Linked DNA regions of Mus musculus: all the other regions are linked to region 1. Evidence: chromatin contacts called from public HiChIP or PLAC-seq data. All regions are on one chromosome and are shown on one strand. Each heading gives the region's core, a stretch centred on a gene start, on an enhancer-like site or on the middle of the called end of the contact. The rest is flanking DNA. Distances are from core to core; before and after follow the strand shown. Region 1 holds the start of Fzd6 (frizzled class receptor 6). Region 2 overlaps Atp6v1c1 (ATPase, H+ transporting, lysosomal V1 subunit C1). Region 3 overlaps Gm45924 (predicted gene, 45924). Region 4 has its middle 19 kb from the start of Gm45924. Region 5 holds the start of Azin1 (antizyme inhibitor 1).

Region 1 (2,700 bases), core at 21-2,520:
CAGCGATCCCCTGGTCATAATGACCCATCAGGTTAGGGAAGAACGTCATGTTGTAAGTCATTTTCATACATCTGGGAACGGTGATTGGCTCACAGGTGAAAAGGCTGTGTCCTCTTACGAGGGGCAGAAGAATGCACGCCAACAGAAACGGGGACCTTTCCATCTTGCCAGACTCCGATTTTACCACATGGCTTGGATTATTCTTATGCTCCTTTCCGCATCAAAAAGATTCTCAAATCAGAGATAAAATGTACAAATTCCTCATTGCATTCTTTGTACCATTTTGATAGAAGCTGTTTCCTGAAAATGAATTCTGGGGCAACTGCTGTAAAAACAAACCCAAAGTGTGTTATCAGTAACATTCGTCACAAAGTCAAATCCAAGTCAAATGTCATGCTAGGTAACTAATGCTACAAAGAAAGAAAAAAATGTGGAAAATTCCATCCTAGCAAGAGACATATCCACCTGCCCGGGCGCGGATGTATCACTTTGCTAAGGAAGCCTCAATTCTAGGGAACTGCTGATGAAGGGTTATACTGTCTAAAACACCGGGTAAGAGGAGGCACGGCATAAGCAAGTTGGAGCGAGGAAAGGGGTGATGGTGGTTAGAAGAAAGGGGGTCTAGGGGCCCCTTGGCCATCTCACTATATGGGGAAAATGAGGACAAGTGACCCAGACAGAGTTCTTCAACTTTAGCTCTCTCTACAATCGCAGACTTCTGCGGATGTGCCTTTCCTGTTTTCGCAAAGGCGAAAATCAGTCTGCTGGGGTTGAGCGAGGTCCCCCTAGGAAGAGTGGGCCTGGGTGGTGACTCCTTTGCGCTTCTTCACCTCCAGCACTTTCCCCTTCAACGCGCTCACCCCGTGCCCCCTGTACCCCGAATTCCACCCAGCGCAAACCTTCCACGGTCAGCTCATGGGGACTGCGGGAGGCTCCCCTGAGCCCCCGGGGTCCCGCGTCGGGCACCTGTTCCCGGCCTGCAGCCGAGCAGCTCCGTCCCCGGCCTGCGGGGACCCAGAGTCACTTTCCAGGAGTTGCGTGGGACTCCGAGGCGACGCACCTGCGGCTCCGATCCCGGCCGCTGCCCGCCCGCCCCGTCGGGCCGGGGACGCCTCACCTCGGGCGGCAGAGGAAGGTGGCTGTCCCTCGGCGTCGCGCGGCCCCGCCACCCCAGACAGCCGGGGCGAGCTTTCGGTGGGGGGCAGCGTCCGGGCCTCGACCGCCTCCGGGGCCGCAACGGGGAGCGAGAGCTGGGCGATCCCGCGAGACTGCGCCGCCAGGTCGGGCGGGCAGGTTGGGGCTCGCGGCGGCGGGACCGGCCCTGCGCCCCGCCCAGCCCAGCCGGCCGCGGTGCGGGGGCCGCCGAGCTGTCGCCTCCGCTCGCACCGCGGACCCAGGCGTGAGACCCAGGCCGTTGGGGAAGTGCCCTGCAGAGCACACTTTCCGTTCTGGAAGCGAGGAGCCTTAGCCGCGGGGATCTGCTCTGTAGTGAGTGGTAGCTGAGATCAGAGTTAGCGAGGAACTTCCTGAGTTCTTGGCTGAAAAGCCTATTAACTCGGGGAGTCTGGCCACCACCTTGAACGGCAGGTGCCAGCTTCGGCCGGTTCTACAGCTTTACTGCTGCAAAAGCCCCACAGAAAGTTAACTGCTTTAGTCAACGTGGTTTTGAGAACCAGCTCTGCCACCATCACTTCAGATAAATTACCAAAAAGGGGCGTGGGGATGTGTAGAGTCCTCTCTATGTAGACATGATAAATGAATACAAGAATGGTTACTAATTTTTGAGTCCTTTACATTCAATAATGCCTGATATGTAGGACTCTGGTATGAGGTACAAAGGAACTTGTTGGCAAACACAAAGTGTCTTCTCTTCTTTCTTTCTTTCTTTCTTTCTTCTTCTTCTTCTTCTTTTTCTTCTTCTTCTTCTTCTTCTTCTTCTTCTTCTTCTTTCTTCTTCTTTCCTCCTCCTCCTCTTCTTCCTCTTTTCTTCTTCTTCTTGTTCCTAATGGGGATAGAACCCAGGGTCTTGTGCATACTGGTACTAGCATGCCTACTATGTTAAGCTACAGTCCCAGCCTGTAAAATAACTTTTAAATGGAGACTGCTGTTAGCTGAATCACTGTGCTGCTGAAAAATGTCACATTTCAGTACTTGGGACACCACCGAATAACCAGACAAGATTTGAAATCTGGAAACATCAACTAGAGATGAATTTTGGAGAACTCTTTCCCAGCTTTATCAAAAAACTTAGGACAAGCCGGTCATGGTTGCACACATCTTCAGTCCCAGCACTCAGGAGGCAGAAGCAGGCAGACCTTTGAGTTCCCAGACAGCTAGGCTACACAGAGAAACCCTGCCTTGAAAACAAAACTAAACAAAAAAAAGCTTAGGACAACTGTAAAGGACGAGACCATGTTAAAGAAATGTTAATACTAATTGTCTTAATCTTAATATTATTAAAAGTCAGACAGTTTATGTATTGAAAAATGGGTTTCTATGTAAGATGTTTTCTATGTAGAAAATTAACCTTCTACGTGGGAAGAATATTTCTCAGAAAAATGTTAAGTTTCTATATAGAAGGAATATATCTCAGCTGAGTGTGGTGGCACAGGCCTGGAATTGCAGTACTTGAAAGGCCAAGACAGAAGGATCTCAAATTCAAGACCAACCGAGGTTTCAGAGCGAACTGAATGTCAGCCT
Region 2 (2,700 bases), core at 91-2,590, 320 kb after region 1:
GCCAAGAGGATACAATAAGCTCTGATGGAAATGTCTGCTCTTTGAGCTTCCAGGCACACAGCATGTGACATCTGCCTGCTAGGAAGCAGAGCAGTCAGTGGGGTAAGTGGTTGTGCAGCTGTGCAGGGTCAAGGGTTCCCTGGTGTCTGAGGAAAGCCTGGGCTGGCCTGGGAGGAGCTGCCACAGGCATCTCCTTCTTATACACAACCCTGAGCTGCTGGGGATGGACACATATTTAATTGTACATCTTCATTACCTTTGAGACAAGCTCTCATGTAACCAAGGATAACCTAGAACTCCCTTACCCTCTGCTCTTCCCCCAGTGCTGGGATTACAGGGTGTGCCCCCACAGCCAGTGTTTGGCACTGTGGCACTGTGGCTTTGTGCACGTTAAGTAAGCACTCTACTGAACTACATCTTCAGTCCCAACATTTACATTTTTCAAGCACCAAATTATAAACTACATTTTCATATTTTCCTCCCCTTTCAGTATCCCCAGAATGTATTTTTCCATTTTCCAAGAATCAAAAGCAAAATAAGCTCTAAAAAAAATCCAATGAAGAGACTACAAAAGGAGGCTGCGGCTCAGAGGTGGGACCTGAGGTGTAAAGGGGCTGAGGCAGGCATGGACACACAGCCCAGCTGTGGGAGTGCTGACAGAGGGACCTGGCACTTGCTGGCTGCCTATAATCCCTACACTCTAAAGCTGAGGCAAGAGAGTCCCCGAGCTCCAGACGGCCCTGGGCCACACAGTGCATTCCACCTGACCATGGGATGAAACTGTCTCAAAAGAGGAGGATAGTAAAGGACCTCAAACCCTAGTCAGAGACAGCAGCACTGCTTCATCCTCTGCTGCACACTGACAACACTAAGGAAGGACACGTACAAACTGCTTCTTCTTGTCAGTAGACAGCCTGGTCATTTCTTCTTTATCTGCTTTCATCTCCTCCTCGTTATACTGGAAGTCACGAACTATGAACCTAAATATGGAGGAAAATCCAAATTTGTCTACACCACATATAGCCAAGCCAACACATTTAAAAAAAAAAAAATATACATCTCTGTATATACATGAGACAGATTAGACAGATAGACTTACTTGTTTTCTCTGGCTTTGTGTCTGAAATCATCAACTGCTTTTCTAAACAAGGTGACGTTACAAAGATAACTGTCTTGGTCCTCTGAAAGAACACTAAAGGGGGAAAAAGTCATTTTAAGCTCTATACTTAAACAGCAGAATTGAGAAACAGGATGAGAAGGGACCCTCACCTCACTTCATCTGCACCACCTCCAACGGGAAAGACAATGGGCACTCCTGACAGACAGGCCTTCACACCCTCTACCACACCTCCTAGCTAACAAAGTTATCTGCTCACACTCTGGAGCGTGCAGTTCAACTTCTAGCACCAGTCTGCTTGGTCAAACTGTCTCTTCTTGTCTCATGAACTATTCTTCCTCTTTCCAGTCTAATCCAGCCAGCTCACCAGGGTCTGCCTCAACCACTCTGGACTGCTATCAACTCCTGTCTCCCCACCCACCACACCCCCAATCAGAACTTGCCAGCTCGGTAACAGAACCCAGGTACTCTCCTAACCACTGAGCCACCTCTCCAGCCCATAGTATTTATTTATAATATGGTGATTCTAAAACAGAAGCAAGACTGATGAAACTGAAAGGGTTCTTGAGGAATTTAAATGCTTTCTTTTTAATTAAATAAATTAAAATTAGACAAAGTATTTTAAGTTTCATTTTCCCCAGAAGCCTAGTGAACTCCTCATCCGTCCAGTAAATTCAGGTGCTAACTACAGAGCTCACCTAAAGGCTGGCTTTAAGAACTAAATCTGCCCTGGCTCTTGACCAATCAGCTGGTCAGTCACTTGAGGCCACCTCCACAGCACAGGACAGGGAGGGCCTCACCGCCATCATCAGTGAAGTGCTCCTGATTCAGAACACTGACACCTCCTTCCCTAAGCCACCCTATGAAATGATCGCCTAGTTCTTTTCCTAGTGCCTTTCAAACTCAGGTGGACAGTGAGCCACAGGAAGGGTTTTAATGAGAGCTGGAGAGATGGCTCAGCAGTTAAGAGCAGGTTGAGGTTGAGGTCTCAGATTCATAACTACAGTTTCAGGGGAGCCAATGCCTTCTTTGACATCCCTGGGCACCAGGCATGCACATGGTACACATGTACACACACACACACACACACACACACACACACACACACACACACACACACAAACACTCCTAAAAGAATCTTTCAAATTTAAGAATATTAGTTGAAAACAAATAAACCTGGATGTGATGGATCACACCTGTGATCCCAACACTTGGGAATCTGAGCCATGAAGATCATTAGGAGTACAAGGCCAGCCCGGGCCACAGAGTGAATTCTAAGCTAGCCTGCACTACAGAAAGAGAATCTTTCTCAAAAGGAATCCAAAATCTAGGTAAGATGATACCCACGTATGCACTATCTAGCTAAGATGGTATTACTCAGCCCTTGGGAGGCAGAGTTGAAAGGATCATGAGCCCCAAGCCAGACCTGGCTACACATATGTCAAGCTTGGCCTGGTGGAACATACAGCCCTTGAGAGATAGAGACAGGCAAAGTATGAGTTCAGGCCAGCCTGGGCTACATGAGAAACTGTCTCAATAGAAATAAAAAGAAAAGGAAAGGAGAGAGGGAAGGAGGGAGGGAG
Region 3 (2,701 bases), core at 58-2,557, 280 kb after region 1:
AACCAAGTAAGGAACCCCCAACCACCCATAATTCCAGCTCTGGGGGACTGAATGCCTCTGGCTTCTGCAGACATCATGAGTACACACACACACACACACACACACACACACACCACCCCTAATCATAATTAAACACTAGTAAAATTTAACCTCAAAAAGTGTGTTTACTTAGGACAGAATGTTTGTGGCCCTAAACCTACATAATGTACCTTGTGAAGCCTACACCTTCCTTTACAAAGGGAAATTCTTTAGGATAAGGAAGACAAGATAAGTAAGACAGCTCTCTTTCCTTGGGGGGGGGGGGGTTGTTTTGTTTTGTTTTTACTTAAGTTTTAAACTTTGTTTAATCTTTAAGTCTTGTTGTAATTACATCCTTTGACCATGTGACTTAGACACACAGGATTACATATAGAGCTATTACAAAGATACCTGTGGGTGACTAACTTTCTCTATAGAAGCCAGCACCATGTCTTGTGGCTGTGCATTGTCTTTTTCCTGGGTGTCTTGCAGAACTCCCTACAGCCTGTCCTTGGATCTGAAGCATGTCAATAATTTACCTTTATGTAATGAACCTGCCAATTTTGCTTCACTTCTGACTTGTCCTTTAATTAGTTTCCAAAACTTAGTCAAATATTTGGTTTTACTGGAGTGGAGGTCCCTAGAGGATATAACTCCTCAGGCTGCGGTGGCAGTGTGGAGCTTTGTCCCCTTCACCACCACTGATAGTTATTATTAGAGTGTGTGGTAGTCCAGGGATACGGTATTGAGTTCTCACTACTGCTCGACTGATGGCTGATTGTATACGCCAGTGAATCTCAACCTGTGCGTCATGTCACCTTCGGGTGTTATGAACGACGCTTTCCCCAGGATTGTCTAAGGCCATCAGAAAGCAGATATTTACATTATGATCCATAGCAAAATTACAGTTATGAAATATCAGTGAAAATAATTTTTGGTTGGGGGTCACCACAACATGAGGAACGGTATTAAAGGGTTGCAGCATTAGGAAGGTTGAGAGCCACTGATACACACCATTCCAAACCTTATCAGTTAAGAGCATTTTACAGCTCATTCTATCAACACAAAGAGCCACCCACCTAGTCCTCTGGCTGCAGGACCCCACGGTTGTGTGAGGTGCTAGGACTCTGGTTTCCCGGAGCAGGCCCTAGCTGTTAACTGCAATCCCATTCTTAGAACAAACCCCACTCCATCCTTGTGTCTTAAGATTCTCCTGTGAGTCAGGAGCTTTTACTATGAGAAACAGCCACACCCTTGGGTCACTGTAGCATCAGATGTTTAAGGAGCATGAGTCAGACAAAAAAAAAGACCTTGGGAAGAGCAGGAGGCAGTGCAACTCCATCCTGGGCTGCAGGCACCAAGCCTGTGAGGACTTCCTTTCTGAGGTACCCAGACTCACACAGCAACACCCACTCCAACTGTGCTGGCCTCCCTCTGATTACCTGAGGCCAAAAAGCTGCACTGGAAAAGGGCAGGGTTCCCAGTGCACAGCCAGCAGCCATGAAAGGAGACCTGCCTTCATCTACCAGGTATAGCTAGGATGGTAGTGGACAGGTTAGAGAACCATGAGACCCTATGAGCTGACATACGTGATTCCTGCTCGGGAAGGGAGGAGCCTGAGTGGGCTGGATCCCTGCTGAGCAAGTGAGGCTGGCATCACAAAGACCCTGGTGAAGCAATCTTTTTTGTTTGTTTGTTTGTTTGTTTGTTTGTCTTGTTTTGTTTTTCTTTTTTATTAGATATTTTCTTCATTTACATTTCAAATGCTATCCCGGAAGTTCCCTATACTCTCCCTTTGCCCTGCTCCCCTACCCACCCACTCCTGCTTCTTGGCCCTGGTGTTCCCTGTACTGAAGCATATAAAGTTTGCAATTCCAAGGGGCCTCTCTTCCCAGTGATGGCCGACTAGGCCATCTTCTGCTACATATGCAGCTAGAGACACGAGCTCTGGGGGTACTGGTTAGTTCATATTGTTGTTCCACCTACAGTGTTGCAGACCCCTTCAGCTCCTTGGGTGCTTTCTCTAGCTTCTCCATTGGGGGCCCTATGTTCCATCTTATAGATGATTGTGAGCATCCACTTCTGTATTTGCCAGGCACTGGCATAGCCTCATATGAGACAGCTATACCAGGGTCCCTTCAGCAAAATCTTGCTGGCATATGCAATAGTGTCTGGGTTTGGTGGCTGATTATGGGATGGATCCCTGGTAGGGTAGTCTCTGAATAATCCTTCCTTTCATCTTAGCTCCAAACTTTGTCTCTGTGACTCCTTTCATGAGTATTTTGTTCTCTATTCTAAGGAGGAATGAAGCATCCACCCATTGGTCTTCCCTCTTCTTGATTTTCTTGTGTTTTGTAAATTGTATCTTGGGTGCTCTATGTTTCTGGGCTAATATCCACTTATCAGTGAGTGCATATCTAATGACTTCTTTTGTGATTGGGTTACCTCACTCAGGATGATATCCTCCAGATACATCCATTTGTCTAAGAATTTCATAAATTCATTGTTTTTAATAGCTGAGTAGGACTCCATTGTGTGAATGTACCACATTTTCTGTATCCATTCTTCTGTTGAAGGGCATCTGGGTTCTTTCCAGCTTCTGGCTATTATAAACAAGGCTGCTATGAACATAGTGGAGCATGTGTTCTTATTACCAGTTGGAACATCTTCTGGGTATATGCCC
Region 4 (2,723 bases), core at 120-2,619, 300 kb after region 1:
GTGCCCATTAAAGAAAACCTCCAGGTTCCAGCTCTCCAGTAGGAGCCCCAGACTTCGGCATAGATGAGGGGTGAAGCGGAAGCCTCCAACCATTGCAGCCATTGGCTCCTGCGGTGCACTCTGGCCACACTTGGCATCTCTATTCCAACACAGCCCTAAGACAAACTCATGTTTATTCATGAGAAGGCGGCTCCTAGGAAGCTACCCTTCCCTTCCTCCCACTGCTAACTGTTGCTAAGGTCACTACAATCCTTCACAAGCCCCAGAGAAGTCCTTAATTGACCCCTTACCTCTGAAGGCACCCGAGGTCAGGAAGGACACAAGACTGCCTTGGTGACAGGCACTGTTTCAGTCACTCATTAGCTCCAAACATCGGCCATGACCCACACTTCTTAGCTAAGCTGATTTTCCTGTTGTTCTGTCTGAAAAGACATCTGTAAATGGCTCTATTTAAGCATTGCAGTTTCTTTCTCTCAAAAATGCTACCAAGCTCCACATGTTTTTAACTGCAATTGGGTGGCTTCCCTTTCTAATTAACTCAAGTGGCCTCTTCCTGATAATGGTGGCTATAATTATGCAGCACTTAACTCCTGGAGGACTGTTTTACAATTGGAGGACAGACGGACAAGGTGACCTTTTCCACCCTTGTTTTTCTGTGCTTGCTTCTGAGGAAGAGGAAGGCATTACTCTCCACATGCAAAATGGTTTGCACGGTTCAGAGGGACAGCCTGTGAGGCGCCCGCCCGCCCCTGTTCCCTTTATTCTCTTCCTGCGGTGCTCAGTAGCTGAGTCAGTGGGGTCAGGGCTATTGCGCACGTCTTTGGTGATGTGAGACACTGTGGGAGGAGGGACATGGTGATACTGTCATTATTGAAAATCACTTCCACCCACCAGCTGAGTCACTGGGACGTCACTACTTAGGATTCTGCATCAGTCTCAAAAATATCCCTCTGCAGAGCTTTCCTCTCTGCGGGGCCTGCCTGCTGCTCCGCTCTGAGGAAAATGCTGGTCTCCACAGAAAGCCCTGCGTCTGCACTGCCACGCCCATACGGTGCTGCCCTGCCCACCAGTGCAACACCAGACCTGTCCTATATGAGTTCTGACGGAGGCCAAGCAAATAACCTGAACTTTGCACGAAGATTCGAGGAGGCTGAAGAAGACCTCATTCATCTAAGAAAAGAAGCCAGGCGTAGAATCTAAGTTCCCTCCCTCTCAGCCTTGCTCTGAACTATAACAGAGGGGTAAAGACCTGGAGTCTGAAATAAGGATCTCTCCCCGAAATCCCATCAGTGGTAACATAGCACTCTGCTGAAATGACTGGGTTGCCTTCACTCAACCGCAGACTTCAGAACAAACTAGAGTGCCCCGCCCCCAGACCTTTTTTCTTGTTTTCAGATCACGAGTAATAATCACTCCCAGCTCCTCCAAGTTCAGACCGAGAGCTTTCCTACAAACGCTTGGCTGCTTTCCAGACCACCACTGAGAGTCCAGAAGGAAAAGTAATTTGCCACATGGTGAGGTGGTAGGGACGGGTGGTTAAGGTCTCAACTTTGGAGCCAGACAGACTGGAGGAAGACTGATAGGCGCGCCATTGGGCGTGGGGGGAGATAGGGCATGGGGAAGAGCTGACTAGGTTCTCAGTTTCCAGCCACCATTATCACCACGGGGCTGTTCTGAGGATTAAATGAGATGATGACCAAAGCACTCAGTGTAGGGTGACATTTACCAAACCCTCTGCAAAGGTCACAGCTGCTACTGTGAATTTAGGATAATTACCCCCCAGTCTCGTGCCTGGCAGTGGCTGACCCTGGTCAGATACTGTGAATGCTGGGTCTGGTCTCACTTTTGAAGACTTTTCTGTAATGGCTTTTGTGCAGGAGAGTCCTGGGTCTGAAGCCACTGAGTTACACTCTCAGGCCTAGGCAGGTTTTTTTTTTTTTCCCCTCCAAAAATAAATTATTTAAGTTTTAATAATTATTTAAATATATGTTAAATTTAAAATATGGTATTCTATTTTTGAGCAGTTTTTAGAATCATGTTGGCATAGCAAATCTTTACTGGAAAAAAAAAATTTTTTTTCTTTTATCGTATGAGTGAATAGAGCCCCCTACTGTTTGGATAGTCTGACCTGTCTGGGTTTTGATTTTTAGTTTGTTGTTGTGGAGTTTGCGCTTGATTCATTCAATTTGCAAACTCTTGAGCCCCTTCTAGAAGGGTCTGTGAGGCTCAGAGAATTGGTTAATACATCTACTAAGCACAGCCCTGAGAACGTGGGGACACCTGCCTCTCCCCTGAGAACTTGGGGACACCTGCCTCTCCCCTGAGAACTTGGGGACACCTGCCTCTCCCCCTGAGAACGTGGGGACACCTGCCTCTCCCCTGAGATCGTGGGGACACCTGCCTCTCCCCTGAGAACGTGGGGACACCTGCCTCTCCCCTGAGAACGTAGGGTCACCTGCCTCTCCAAGGTTAAAAGCCGGTGAGAACAGGGCATGCTTTTGGAAGAAGGAGGCACAGGGCAAGCTTCCACGTCAGAGCTGTGGTCCTCCTCACAGGGGCTGAGAACCCTCTCACTGGCCTCTATGGGGCAATATCTGAGGAAGCCTTGGCACGTGGCTAACACAGAACGATCCGTGACAGACAGCTCCTTTCCCTATCCACTATGCTTTGAGGTGATGGCTGAAAGCTACACCCAGCCTCCATCCTTCAGAAGTGGACGCAGG
Region 5 (2,705 bases), core at 65-2,564, 490 kb after region 1:
CTGCCTTCTTATGCTGGGATTAAAGGCATGCACCACCTCATCCAGCTAGAAAAAGGATTTTAAATATAAGGGGAGGGGGGAGGCTACATCCGTCATTTTACTTTAGTAATAAAAGTTTATTAAATAATAGAGAATAGAGAAAAAACGGCCGGGCAGTAGTGGCGCACGCCTTTAATCCCAGCACTTGGGAGGCAGAGGCAGGCAGATTTCTGAGTTCGAGGCCAGTCTGGTCTACAGAGTGAGTTCCAGGACAGCCAGGGCTATACAGAGAAACCCTGTCTCGAAAAACTGAAGAAAAACAAAACAAAACAAACAAGATTAGAGAGAAACCCTGGTGTGGTGGCACGTGCCTTTAGCAGGAGCACCTAGGAGCACCTATATACCAGGCAGAGTTCAAGGCTAGCCTGGTATATAGAGGGAGTTCCAGGACAGCTTGGGTTGCACAGAGAAAGCCTTTCTGGAGAAACAAAACAAAAGAATAAAAAAAAAGAATGACTTCAAACGAGAAATGCAGAGGATTAAAGAGATGTGCCTTTAAGTCATGTAACTTCAGCAACACTGGCCCCGCTTTAATAGGGCTGGGTCTGACTGCATCAACCCTTTTTGAAAATGAAGACAAAGAAAGAAAAGCCACATTTAAAAAAAAAATCTACTGCACCATATTGCAACATGCGAACACGGAGGAACATTCTGGTACGATCAAAGCCTCAGTAACCACACCGGACTGGTTCTTGCTGGCCACGGGGAACTCATTTTCATAACGGAGCTCCGCAACCCATGGAGAGGCGGGAACCTCTCCCTCGGAATACAGTCCCCGGGCATAGTATACAGTTGTTACATAAACTAGTGCACCGAGAAAGCCCCGTGATGGCGCACACCCTCCTCTCCTAAAATACTGGAGTCGGTAAGCCGAGGACCCAGGACGGTCCCGAAGGCTGCCGTCAGCATGGACTAGCTGCCGGCTCACAAAGCGGATCGTTGGCTGCTAGCGTGGCGCGCAGGCGCCGCAAGGGCGAGGGCGCGATCCGCGATCCGCTGGGCCGCGCGCCCTCTGCCCCGCCTACGAAACTAGCAGCCCGCTGGGGAGCGGCTGCAGCGCGAGGGCGGGAAGCGAGCGCCGGGCCAGCACCTGCCAGGCCCGGTGGTCCCGCCCTTCGGCCCCCTAACTGCACAAGGCTGTCCTTCCCCTTCCGCCCCTCCCACATTCCCCGGCGGCACAGGCCCCACCCCCGTCGTGCGGCCGACCGGCCGTCTGTGACGTCAGCAGCCCCCGCCCCCCTGAGTATAAATACTGGCGTCTCTGGCACCGCCTTCCCACACTCTCTGGCTCAACTCTCGCCGCGGTGTTTCCGTTTTTCTCTCTGGTTGTCTCCTGCTCTGCTCTTCTCATCCTTCTCGCTCTGCTGCTCTGCGGAGTGACGAGGCTGAATCCTCTCCCCACCCAGTTCGCGCCTTTCTTCTTTTTCTCGCGCCGCTCCATTTCTCCAGTTCGGCTGCCGCCGCCACTGCTGCTCAGCTGGTGTCGGTGCCGCGCGTTTCCCCCACGTCGTCCCCGCAGCCTATGGCCCAGGCCGCCTTGGGTATTTCTGCTCAAGGTAACCACATCCCTCTTTAAAAATTCCGCCGAAAAAGAGAAGACGCTTTACCCGACTCTTTGGGCCGTTATCTCACGTGAGTACCGGACTTAGGGGCGCGGGAGGGTCCGGCGCCTGGGCTGGGCCACGCCGCCCTCGGTGTCCCCGCAGTGCCCCGCAGCCGGCGGCCTCGAACATGGCGGCCGGCGGCGTGTGTGGCGGCTGCCGGTGGCCCGGGCGGCGGCCGGCGCCTCGCGACCCAGGGCGGCAGCCGACAGCCGCGGTTGAGCGAGGGGGCGTGTGCGCGTGGGGCCGCGCTCGGGGGCAGGCTGGCGGTGGTCGCTGTTCCCTCTCGGCGGCATGCGGCCCCCACCCCACTCCCGTGGTGCATTGCTGTTTCCGGGGAGGGGGTCCGGCGGCAGCCTGGAGGGCTGGGGGTCCCATCGCCCTCTCCCTGTCTCAGTGCCTGCAGGGGGTTGTGGTGCGGAGTGGACGGGCTGCGGCGGCCGGGGCTCCGGGTTATGAATGGAGCGGGGCGGGCCTCGAGCCGGCATCTGGTGACAGCTGGGAGGAGGCTGGATTCTTGCGGGCGGGAGAGGGGGTGCGGAGTGCGCGCTCCCCCTCTGGCGGTGGAAAGTTGACCTCACTCGGGGCCGGCGGCGGGGAAGCCCCGGTGTCAAGTAGCAAGCGAATAGGCCTTTGGCCCTTTCTGGAAACCTCGGCGCTGCTGACCCGCCCCTGCGGCTCTCCTGATTGGGCCAAGTCGCTTTCACTTACCCCAGTCACCTCCTGAAGCCTGGAGATTAGTCACCATGGCTTCGTTTTCTGGTCCTAGCTGTGATCGCGGGGCAGAAAGAGGGCGAAGGGTAGGTTGATGCGGCTTATCAAGGACTCTGTTGGCTGCCAGCGGTTAGTAGTGTTTAAACGTTTTATGGTATTAAGTATCATGAACGTGTGTTACTGGCTGAACGAAGCAAGCAGTTTACACTGTTTACAGCCTCAGGATGTTTGAACAGATTGAACTCAGTTTTGTGGTGGATATCTTAGGTTGTTCTTGTCCTGTGGTGTTTTACCATTAATATATGCACAGCCTGGGTGAGAGCTGATTAACTTCCTCAGGAAAGGACTATG

The links. HiChIP or PLAC-seq counts read pairs in DNA pulled down with a chosen protein or histone mark.
Region 2: a contact with region 1 is called in an H3K27ac HiChIP or PLAC-seq map of extraembryonic endoderm stem cells, with 5 times the contacts expected there. The contact joins the enhancer-like site here to the promoter of Fzd6 in region 1. A contact is called at or near these places in 6 of 39 promoter capture datasets (cancer-associated fibroblasts, cranial neural crest, hippocampal neurons and 2 more), 2 of 15 datasets of contacts at CTCF or cohesin (the NIH/3T3 cell line and embryonic stem cells), 18 of 484 Hi-C or Micro-C datasets (the 4T1 cell line, the HL-1 cell line, LSK cells and 9 more), 11 of 115 datasets of contacts at active chromatin or transcription factors (craniofacial prominence, embryonic limb bud, embryonic stem cells and 6 more) and 4 of 9 other capture datasets (adipose tissue, embryonic stem cells, liver and 1 more).
Region 3: a CTCF HiChIP or PLAC-seq map of the NIH/3T3 cell line shows a contact between it and region 1, with 6 read pairs. The contact joins the enhancer-like site here to the promoter of Fzd6 in region 1. A contact is called at or near these places in 8 of 39 promoter capture datasets (the 3T3-L1 cell line, the C10 cell line, the HPC-7 cell line and 5 more), 1 of 15 datasets of contacts at CTCF or cohesin (the NIH/3T3 cell line), 8 of 484 Hi-C or Micro-C datasets (the HL-1 cell line, the N1E-115 cell line, Th1 cells and 5 more), 15 of 115 datasets of contacts at active chromatin or transcription factors (astrocytes, craniofacial prominence, embryonic basal ganglia and 10 more) and 2 of 9 other capture datasets (adipose tissue and liver).
Region 4: a FOXA1 HiChIP or PLAC-seq map of pancreatic cancer cells shows a contact between it and region 1. The contact joins the enhancer-like site here to the promoter of Fzd6 in region 1. A contact is called at or near these places in 22 of 39 promoter capture datasets (the 3T3-L1 cell line, 3T3-L1-derived adipocytes, the C10 cell line and 14 more), 3 of 15 datasets of contacts at CTCF or cohesin (the NIH/3T3 cell line and embryonic stem cells), 42 of 484 Hi-C or Micro-C datasets (the 4T1 cell line, the C2C12 cell line, the HL-1 cell line and 24 more), 30 of 115 datasets of contacts at active chromatin or transcription factors (the NIH/3T3 cell line, astrocytes, bone marrow-derived macrophages and 18 more) and 4 of 9 other capture datasets (adipose tissue, embryonic stem cells, liver and 1 more).
Region 5: an HNF4G HiChIP or PLAC-seq map of pancreatic cancer cells shows a contact between it and region 1. The contact joins the promoter of Azin1 here to the promoter of Fzd6 in region 1. A contact is called at or near these places in 3 of 484 Hi-C or Micro-C datasets (cardiomyocytes and embryonic stem cells) and 3 of 115 datasets of contacts at active chromatin or transcription factors (differentiating embryonic stem cells, extraembryonic endoderm stem cells and pancreatic cancer cells).

Annotation. Positions count from the first base shown.
Region 1 is chr15:39,004,850-39,007,549 of GRCm38.p6, reverse strand. It overlaps Fzd6 (frizzled class receptor 6), which reads right to left and starts at 1,270. Exons shown (of 7, transcript NM_001162494.1): 1 at 1,118-1,270; 2 at 1-325. The coding sequence starts at 163. Gm26704 (a long non-coding RNA gene) reads left to right here and starts at 481. Exons shown (of 2, transcript XR_875317.3): 1 at 481-1,488.
Region 2 is chr15:38,685,296-38,687,995 of GRCm38.p6, reverse strand. Atp6v1c1 (ATPase, H+ transporting, lysosomal V1 subunit C1) reads right to left here. Exons shown (of 13, transcript NM_025494.3): 9 at 1,100-1,192; 10 at 887-980. Among named protein-coding and RNA genes, the nearest start is that of Atp6v1c1, 25 kb to the right of the region's middle. Within about 2 kb of position 1,340, at least 4 of the 459 cell types and tissues checked have an H3K27ac peak or open chromatin away from gene starts, as enhancers often do. A contact at or near this core is called in extraembryonic endoderm stem cells, where this site is marked.
Region 3 is chr15:38,724,502-38,727,202 of GRCm38.p6, reverse strand. The region is part of intron 1 of Gm45924 (predicted gene, 45924); the gene reads left to right. Among named protein-coding and RNA genes, the nearest start is that of Gm45924, 2.7 kb to the left of the region's middle. Within about 2 kb of position 1,307, at least 17 of the 459 cell types and tissues checked have an H3K27ac peak or open chromatin away from gene starts, as enhancers often do. A contact at or near this core is called in the HL-1 cell line, the N1E-115 cell line, the NIH/3T3 cell line and 2 more, where this site is marked.
Region 4 is chr15:38,708,482-38,711,204 of GRCm38.p6, reverse strand. No RefSeq gene overlaps it. Among named protein-coding and RNA genes, the nearest start is that of Gm45924, 19 kb to the left of the region's middle. Within about 2 kb of position 1,369, at least 243 of the 459 cell types and tissues checked have an H3K27ac peak or open chromatin away from gene starts, as enhancers often do. A contact at or near this core is called in the 4T1 cell line, the C2C12 cell line, the HL-1 cell line and 38 more, where this site is marked.
Region 5 is chr15:38,517,875-38,520,579 of GRCm38.p6, reverse strand. Azin1 (antizyme inhibitor 1) reads left to right here and starts at 1,314. Exons shown (of 12, transcript NM_018745.5): 1 at 1,314-1,671.